Regions from separate parts of the Rattus norvegicus genome. Here all the other regions are linked to region 1. The links are chromatin contacts, called in public Hi-C maps. All regions are on one chromosome and are shown on one strand. Each heading gives the region's core, a stretch centred on a gene start, on an enhancer-like site or on the middle of the called end of the contact. The rest is flanking DNA. Distances are from core to core; before and after follow the strand shown.

Region 1 (3,103 bases), core at 313-2,812:
TATTCCTTGAAATCAGATAGAAGACCACAAAAACATTATAGTTCCTAGGCCAGGCCTAATAACAATGTGCCGGCCTCATCTTCCCAGCTGACATTTCATCTCCACAAAGGCCCTGAGCAGGGTGTTCTATTTCCTTGCATCGGGAATGAAGAGAGGGTTATAGATTTCTTTGCCCCACAGCAATCTTCTAGAGAAAGTGACTGTTCCCTCCACATCAGTATTTTATCAGAAGCAAGACTTTAATGGGAAAATAAAAAGAAATGAATCCTGTTCTCCCAACTGCCCAGCAAGCATGTATTCCCAGTCTCTTGTTTTCCCCCCAGTGGCACGTCTCTGGATCTTAAAATGTAGGGCTTTTCTAAGACGAAACTCTGTGTTTAAAGAATGTCTTTTCAAAGACATGAACTACCTTTGTTCCAGTGTTTTTACTACATGCAGATGATCTTGTCAAGTTTTGTCACATGCCCATCATCTTAAATGAATTTTGTTTTCTTTTTATAGGGAATTTGAATTAACTTCACTACCAACCCTTCCTATCCACATGGCTGGAATTTCAACACTGGGCTTCTTTCCATAGCCAAAAAACAAGTAGAAAATAATAGCCAACTGAGAGATCAAACTCACTTCTGCATTACTAAGAAACACTGTGACAACACCCATCCAGCTTCCTGAGACCACAGTGGATGCTTTCTATATTCATCTGCTAGGTATTTTTAAAGCATTGCCTTTGTTTCCACAGGACAAACATAGTTAATTAAAGAAAAAGATTAGTTGGCATGGTTTTAAGATTTGCACATATATTCAAATAGACTTTGAGACACAGTGCCATGACAGCAGAAGCTATCTTTTTATTTTACTTGAAATTACAATGTTGCAATTAAAACTGTTTGCTTCTTCTTAAAAAGCAGAAACTTTGTGCCACTTGCATTATTCCCCTTACACTGTAACACATGGTGCTTGAAGAAGTTACAAATCTTAGCACAAAGTGCCTTTTCCTACCCCTCCCTAGCAAAATGAAGGATCATGGGAAGGGTCACAATTAAACACAACCTAGATGGGGGAGCGGTATTTGTGTTCAGAAAGCAATGTGTTTATATAGATACCAAATACAGAGGTGAACCAGGCCATTTCAACTCTGGCCATTCAAGACTTGCAAAAAAGACTAACCCAAACAAACTATCTTATTTAAGACATATTTCCTAACCAGTCTCATTTATAACTGAAAATCAGCTCTGGCTCAAATATCTTTTTTTTAAATTGATTGAATAACATTGGGAAGGAAAGAGCTGAGACACGCTCCTTGAAAAAATATGGTTAGAAACTCTGTCCTGCTACCTCCTGAGTGCCTGGAAAATGAGAATCTCTGTGTCTTCCAGATGACAGCCACCTTGTTGTGGATCCAAAATAGCTCTCTCAGCCAGAGAGCTGTCTGTCAGTAAGAGTTCTGATGGGTACATATTTGGCATTCAGAAAGAAGGCAAGAAATGGTCTTATGAAAGAAGATTAGCTAGAACTGCCCTCCCTGAAGAGCAAGGGGTAACTGGAAAACAGTGCCTCTCCTAGACCCCACCAAGAGATCAACAGGCATTTCTGGAAATGAGAGATAGTTTTGATAGAGAACAAAGTCAGAAAACGGGATGGTAAGTCCCTACTCCCACCATTAGCTTCCCTAGGCCTTCGAGAGGCCATGATTAGACATAAAATGTACCACACTGGAAGCTTCCCATTCGTTCAAAGAAGCAAATCCATTTACATGCATAGGTTTTGTCTCCCTCTAGTGGCAGGGTGGAGGCCTTTGAAGACGGAGAGAATGTGATTGTATAATGCTTTAGAAATCAGGCTGGGTTTCTATTGGATCTGGCTTTGTACAAAAATGTAGGCTATTCTTTGGGTGTCCTCACATTCTTGGGAAAAAAAAACTCTTCTAATACTCCCTGGGAGGTAGTGCAGTGTGTCCTAACTGTATTCAAGGGGCGGGGTAGAAGGCAGTCTTTCTCCTCTGTAGCCCTATTAAAGATGAAACAACATGGCATTCCCAAGCAATTTTACTGACCAGAAACTCACTCCAGGAGCTAAGAGAGAAGAAAAAGGAAACCCAACTACAGCTAGTATAGAAAACGTGGGGACACAGAAGAGAGATGCCAGTATATCAAGGACCGGAAGGATGAATGGAAGAAATTAGGAGATACATTTTGGAATGTTTGCCTCTGTGTTCCACGCACTTTCATCTTTTTCTTTAGTTATATGAAAGGATTTCTACTACCGCAATCCAGATTACTCATGGGAGGTAGATAAAAAAGTAAAAAAAAAAATAGAAACAGTAAATGACAATTACCTAAAATTATTTTTATATGTATATATGAGAGAGACATGTTTGGGGATTGTTGTGTGTGGGATCTGCAGAAAGCCAAAGATGGTGTCACAGCTTCTGGAGTTGGAGTTACAGAGAGGTGTGACTCCCTGGATATGGGCGCCGGGAAACAAATTTGGGTCCTCTGGAAGAGTTGAGAGTGCTCTTAACCACTGAATTATCTCTCCTGGCCAGTTTACAGGTTATATTTCCAAATGGAGGGACCATATTACATAATACCATAACTTCTTGTAAATAATAATGGAAACAAATCATAAGATGTAGCTGTCTAATCTGTAGGTTAGTGATCGATAACAGAAATGCATCTGTGTGAAATATGGAGAGTACGTATCTTTTCTTTCTCTATAGTTGGGCATCAGTGACTTCCACTGGATTACTTCGCTTGGAAATCTCCAAGGCAACCAAGCATTCACAAGTTTCCACAGAGAATAGGTTCGTTTTCTGGCTCCTTTTTACCTTATACTAGACACATAAGTCAGAAGCCCCAAAGTAATCCCCAACTCTCTATCAGGTCCCTCGATCTCATCTTACACATCTCCCAGAAATAGATGTTTTACTGTACCCTTTACCACTACCCCAATTTGTTATTTCTTTTCTAAAGAACATATCCTCTCCACAGCCCCCATTTGTGAAATACATCCACCACACTGCACTGCTTCAAATATTCTTGAGGTGCCTACTCTGTGCTCTGGAAATACTGTGGTGAATACCAGACAAGGATCCATTGAAATC
Region 2 (3,103 bases), core at 369-2,868, 110 kb before region 1:
ACACACACACACACACACACACACACACACACACTAGCATAGGGCCATTAGGGCAGTCCCTAATCTTATATGAGTGATGTCCTTGTATCAAGAAGAAATGTGGACTCAGACACGTACAGTCCATGTGAAGACTCCAGAAAACAGTCACCTACAAGCCAACAAGAAAGGCCTCAAACAGATTTCTCCTTACAGTCCTCAGGAGACAGCAGTCCTGCCCACACTAGCACTGCCACTTTGAGCCTTCAGGATTATGAGTAAGTACCTAATGTTTAAGCCGTGTGATCTGTGATGCTTTGTTACAAACTGAAATAGCCACTCACTACTTAAAGGGGTTGTAGATACAGCCATGAATCAGTGTGGCCTGATTTCTCTTTTCAAGTGTGGCTTGACATTCCCTTCTGGATCCCCTTCTGCTTGACCCAGACCCAAGGTCAACCAGACTATAATTCCATGTAATCCCCCAGGATGGTAGTTTTCATTTCTCATCTTCAATGTCAGGTCTTCCCTGCAGCCATGGACGAGGAAGGACAGAGAGATGCTGGCAGAGTAGGAATATGGAAGTTAGGCTGTTCTTCCTCCCATTCCCATGCTCCCAGAAATAAGACTCAGACTCAAAATATATTTACAATACCTTTGCCATATAGCTAGGCTCTTCTCTAACTTGGTCCTAACTTAAAGTAACCCACTTAGGCTAATCTACATTTTGCCACATGGCTGGTTGCCTGTGCTCAGGCACCAGGTATCTGTCTTGCCATATCTTCCTCAGTGAATCTCCCACCTGGCACTATCCCAGAATCCTTTCTGCCTCCCAGATGTCCCACCTCCTATATCCTGCCTAAACTATAGGTCATCGAATTTATTACTGACAGGTGCCACATCCACACAGACATAAGGTATTTTCTCTACATAGGGATTAATTAGAAGTCAGGGGATGGGGTCGGGAGTTTACCATTCTCATAGGGTTTCTCCTTCCTCAGGATTTAGTTTCTATATGTGCACTGTTTAGGCAGGCACAGTCAGCTGACCATGGAAGCAGAGACAACAGAAGAGACCATTGTCCAGTCCAAGACTGGAGGCTGGATGCCACTGACTTCTGCTTCTAACCATGGAACAGAAATACACAGTGTCCTTGAGGCAGAAAGAGAAAGGCGCTTATCCAGGGACATAGCTGACAGAGAAGAGACATCCACCCCCATACACAGACCGCATCCCATCATGTCTAACATCTGCACACTTGGCCTTTCACAACTCACAAGCCCAACCTTCCCAGGTAACTGGCCCCAGGATAACAGAATGATTTTGATCTGGTGTACCTTCGATAACTTTTCTAAATTTTATTTTCTTAAAAGAAACATTAGAGAGCTGAGCATCTAAGATGGGTTTGGATTCACACCCACTGTCTGTGGAACAGCTTGAGGCTGACAAGATTAGCTCACTGGTACACTCTGGGATCCGTTCAGCCTGAGCTGCTGCCCACACACCAGCCACGCTCACAGAAGCTGCTTTCCCACAAGCAGCAGCCCACTTCATCTCCTCATCTTGGCACGTGGAACTAATGGGTCCTTGATGTCTTACCTGGTCATGAGGACAGTGGCTTCCAGCCTTACCTAGTCCTTATTCCCAGCCTCCAGGACGTGGCCATGGTGATTTCTCAGCCTCTCCAGAGAAGTCCTTAGAGTCATGCTTCTGTCCTCCCTCCTCCCATGTCTAACCACCTGATTTTGCAGGACCCAGCATAGCAATCTGTGCTGCAAGCTTCCTTACCCTCCCTCAGCTCTCTTTCTGCCCCCTCTTTCTGAAATATCCAAGGGGACCAGACAGGGTGGGCCTTAAATAACACACTTCCCTTTGGATCCCAGGGCAGCATCTTCTAAAACCTGTGAATCAGACTGTTCTAGGTCCCTGTGTAGATATACATCCCAAGGTTGGGTTCTCTGGTGCCTGTCCAGAACTGAGAACTCAAAAGACAGACCAGCGGATAGAAATGCTATCCTGCCCACCCCAAGCAAGGCCTGCTGGCTCAGTTACCTGGCCAGACAACAGGCAGTAATTGTTGTCTAATCTCTTCCCAGAGGTTTCAACTACTTCCAAACTGTTGTGGCTAATAAAAACCGAGGAGATTTGTAAGAAATTCCAGGTGCGTCGGAACACTTTGGGGGATTGTGCAGCCTGCAGGCAGATGAAACTTACCTGGAATAAGCATAAGGTAATATGTGTTGGCAAAAGTAACCTGAAGTGGGAGTGTACACCTGCAGGCTCCAAATTGGCTGCTGCCTCCAAGGATGGAGATCAGGGAGTACCTCAGAATGGACGAAGTGGGCAGAGCAGCCAATATACATCCCAGAATAACCAAGGCAAATCAGATCTCATTTCACACAGACCCCATCAGTGGCCCAAGATGAAGCACATGACAGATTCCACAGTGCCACTTGCTACTCTAAGGATGGGGAGGCATCATGGAGTGGCCTCCAGATTTAGTGGTCCCCTGTGAGTCAGAAGCATATGGCCATGATCTCAATGGAGTGAGTAAAAGAATGCGTCTGGCTTTGCTCGTTGGAATCATTGATACCAAGCCCTGTAAACTGCCACATTCCCTCCATCTGCCATCTAACTCCCAGGGCCACATTTAGATAAAGAGCTGACTTCTGAACTACAGCAGCCCTCGACTTCAGTCCATTCCCTACTTTCTGAGAGAAAAAATATTGAAAAGCTGTATTGTGGCATCTTACATGCATGTGCTATGAAAACATTTTAGTTTCCAGGATGGGAAGGACTGTATATCCACCTATACTCATATACATGTACATGTATACATGTGATACACATTCATGCATATCCACCTATAGAAATAAGTGTGTGTATATGTGTGCATATATGTATATGTGTGCATATATGTGTGCATGTGCCTGTTTATATAGGTGACTAAGTGACACTAATGGTGACTCCTATGGCTGTGTCTCCATCTGGCCTAGGTGACAGGTGAGCAACTGCACTGATCTTTCAGAGATAGCAGCCTTATAGGGCAGGGGGAGACTGGCACCTCTGCCCTCACCATGACCTTACCTGCAAGCCTCAGAGGAACAGGGTAGAAGGGTATTTTTCT
Region 3 (3,103 bases), core at 406-2,905, 88 kb before region 1:
GCAGCAGAGGCCAGAAAGCAGGCTTCCCTTGGAGCATTTCTCATGGTTTGTTTTCCCAGGCATCTCCCCTCTACCAGCCACTCTCTTTGTTAAAGAGAGTTATGTGCTGTGCAGGATTTATTGGCTATATCTAGAATCTACTTTCTCCAAAGGCAATGTTACAGACACCTCCTCTCCTCTACTATACTGGGGTGTAAAGAGATCTGAAATGGATAAGAAATGGGAGAAATTTAAGACCTAAGAGAGAAGGGAGCCGGAAAGTACAGGACAGGCCGGCTCTGGGAGCAGTTCCACAGCAGAAAGGAGAATCACTTTAAATCAATTTTCCTCTCAGCCCTGCAAAGAACCTGAGTGAGGATCCATTCTGGGTTTGCAAAAAAAGAATGTTCTCTCTCTTTATATAACAGGTTCAGGCCTTTTGGGGAAAATGCCAGCCATGCTACATTCACAGGACGTTGGTTAAGTTTCCCGGATCCCACTCACTCTTTTGGGAAAACGGTGTGGCCCTTGAGATGTGACCATGAACATGATGGTTTGTTTCATGCAGTTCCCAATCTATTAAGGACATCTTAGCAAAACAGCTCATGTTAGTCACACCCCCCCCAAAAAAGATGTAACTCCAATATGATCCTCAGATCTTTCACCTCCCACTCCTTACTGGCCTCACGCAGCCCCGCAGAACGCCCTCTTGTAGTAAGTACACTGTATAGCAGCACCTTCAATCCTGTATTTTTTTTCTTTCTCTGTAGGACCCCTGCCTAGAGGGGCCACTTTCCACTGCTGCTAACATGAATTGGCCACGGTGCTTCCAGATGGAGATTTTCTTGAGTCAGTGCATGGCTAGTTATGTGCCCTTGCCTGCCATCCTGATGTCCTTGTTCACGAGGGCAGCTGATCCACCAGCCTAGCTCCTCCCTTGAATGGAGGTGGAGCAGAGTGCCCACAGAAACCACAGGAGAACGGAAGCTGTGCTGTTAAACCTGCAGAGACACACGGGATGCTCAGCCCACCTTGGCTGGTACATTTCCAAAATGGCCTCCTTCTCTCTACCTTGTTCCATCCCCAACCCAATCTTCAAAGAGATGCAGAATTCTCTCAGAAATAAATCAAGTTTGTCAGAAATCTTTTGGATTTCCAGGCTGAAATTTTAACTCACTAACATGATTCCTGCTTGGGCTTTTGCTCTTTAATCTAACCTTCCTCTGTGTCGCTCGTCCCAATGCTCAATGCTTCAGTAAGGTATCCTACATCCTCATCCCTGGGGTCCCCAGTAAGCCAGATGCTTAGTACTGGGTCTTTCCAGTTGTTGTTGCCATTCACTGGGACAGGCATCATCATTTTAGCTCGCTGGCTCCTCCTTATACGTCTGACTTCAGTTGACATGATCCGATCTAGACACTGATAATTAAGTACCCCTGTTCTTATCGTTAATCAGCATGTTCTATGCATATGCAGCACTTACAGTCTTTAGTCATGCATCTATGCGATGACTCTTTTGTACTTAAGTTCTATCTCCAATGAGGTATAGACCCCATGAAGCTTCGGCCAAGCCTGTTTTCTTCACAGAGGTAAATTTAGCTCCTTGAACAGTGCCTGGCATACACACACTTTGGATGAAGTAATGAACACACACTTCCTTTGACAGAATCGTGATTAAAGCGGTAGCGATGGGAACTCGCACACCCCACATGTCAGAGATGTTCTCAAAGTGGAAAGCATATTTAAGGAGGGACAAATCTGAAATAAAGAGGCTCTAAAAATAGCAGTGAAGCCTATTTCTGGGTAAGACATAAGGCTGGTTCCAGAGTCAATCCAGAATTTGAAGTCACACTCAAAGAGAGGCTAGGCTTCATGTTAAAATCTCACCTAAGAGGAACTTCAAGAGGCACAGTCCTCCTGCTCCTGCCTCTCCATCTCCTCATGACGAAAGACACAGCATCCCAAAGGACTGGGGCCTAATGAGGTCCAGAAATCCTAGAAGAATTTTTAAATTCTTTTTCATTTCACCGACAGGGTTTTAAACTGAGTTAGAGTTCTTGGTAATAAAGCATCAATTCATCATAATTTTTGATGGTTGCTAAGCATAAAAGTCAAATTTTATTAGCAACACATTCCCAGTTGAGAGGGACGAAGCTTCTTTTCTGGACTGGCGTTAGTATTCGCTCGAGTGAGCTGGCTTCAGAAACAACTGTTCCTACTTCCCCTGCTTCAAGATGTAATTGCCAGGAGGACCCACTCACATAAATACATAGGTAGATACATTGGGAAGGCAGATGGCGGTGTTAGAGACACTGCTCCATTCTTCAAACTCTCTCTGAGTTGTATCCCCAGGCTAGCAAGTGGCCTGTCATCACGAGTTATTTTTATTGCCTCAGACCTGATAACTGTTACACCCTCCTTCATATTTTTAAAGCTAAGAATTGAAACTCACCCAACTTGCAAATGGATGTGTTACTCCATTGTTAGGCCACCTTTTCTAATATGTCAAGAGGTACACTAATGTGCCTCCATTAAGACTTTTCAAATGACAGTCCTGGGAGATGCGGCTCAGTGGGACAACACTCACCAAGTATGAACAAAGCCTTGAGTCTGGTCCCCAGTGCACCGTGCATGTGCACACACATACACACACACACGCACACACACACACACACACACACGCATATGTGCATTCATGCATATACACAATACACATGTACACATATACACATTATACAACACACACATACATAACATACATATATATACACAGCACACACACAACAAATAACTCATTTGTATATTTCATTCTAAGGAACATGTTTAATTTATTATATACATAAAAGATTAGAAAAACTAAACTGTTTCCAATATACTATTTTTTATTCAATATTATCAGATGTTCTGAGTACTGTAATGTAACTTTGGGGATCACATGTAGTTCATTCATTAGTGGACAATGCCTGTCAAAGTCTCAAGCCCAAAGCAGTCAGTCAACTAGACTTACCTTCATTATCCTGCATCAACTGACAGGGGCTCTCAGTAGGAATAAGGAATAAGAAAAATACAAGGTTCTTCTTTTAAGACCCCTGTCTTTCCATGTCTCCCTTTGCCTGGTTTCAGT

Evidence for each region. Hi-C and Micro-C count contacts between places; a contact is called where the count stands out from the background.
Region 2: a Hi-C map of frontal cortex shows a contact between it and region 1, with 2.3 times the contacts expected there. The contact joins two enhancer-like sites.
Region 3: a Hi-C map of frontal cortex shows a contact between it and region 1, with 2.7 times the contacts expected there. The contact joins two enhancer-like sites. A contact is called at or near these places in 3 of 12 Hi-C or Micro-C datasets (the A7r5 cell line, Schwann cells and frontal cortex).

Annotation. Positions count from the first base shown.
Region 1 is chr2:173,224,394-173,227,496 of GRCr8, forward strand. No RefSeq gene overlaps it. Among named protein-coding and RNA genes, the nearest start is that of Gatb, 2.6 kb to the right of the region's middle. Within about 2 kb of position 1,563, at least 6 of the 93 cell types and tissues checked have an H3K27ac peak or open chromatin away from gene starts, as enhancers often do.
Region 2 is chr2:173,109,668-173,112,770 of GRCr8, forward strand. The region is part of intron 1 of LOC103691599 (a long non-coding RNA gene); the gene reads right to left. Among named protein-coding and RNA genes, the nearest start is that of Fdps-ps3, 17 kb to the left of the region's middle. Within about 2 kb of position 1,619, at least 30 of the 93 cell types and tissues checked have an H3K27ac peak or open chromatin away from gene starts, as enhancers often do.
Region 3 is chr2:173,136,021-173,139,123 of GRCr8, forward strand. All of the region lies in intron 1 of LOC103691599 (a long non-coding RNA gene), which reads right to left. Among named protein-coding and RNA genes, the nearest start is that of Fdps-ps3, 44 kb to the left of the region's middle. Within about 2 kb of position 1,656, at least 8 of the 93 cell types and tissues checked have an H3K27ac peak or open chromatin away from gene starts, as enhancers often do.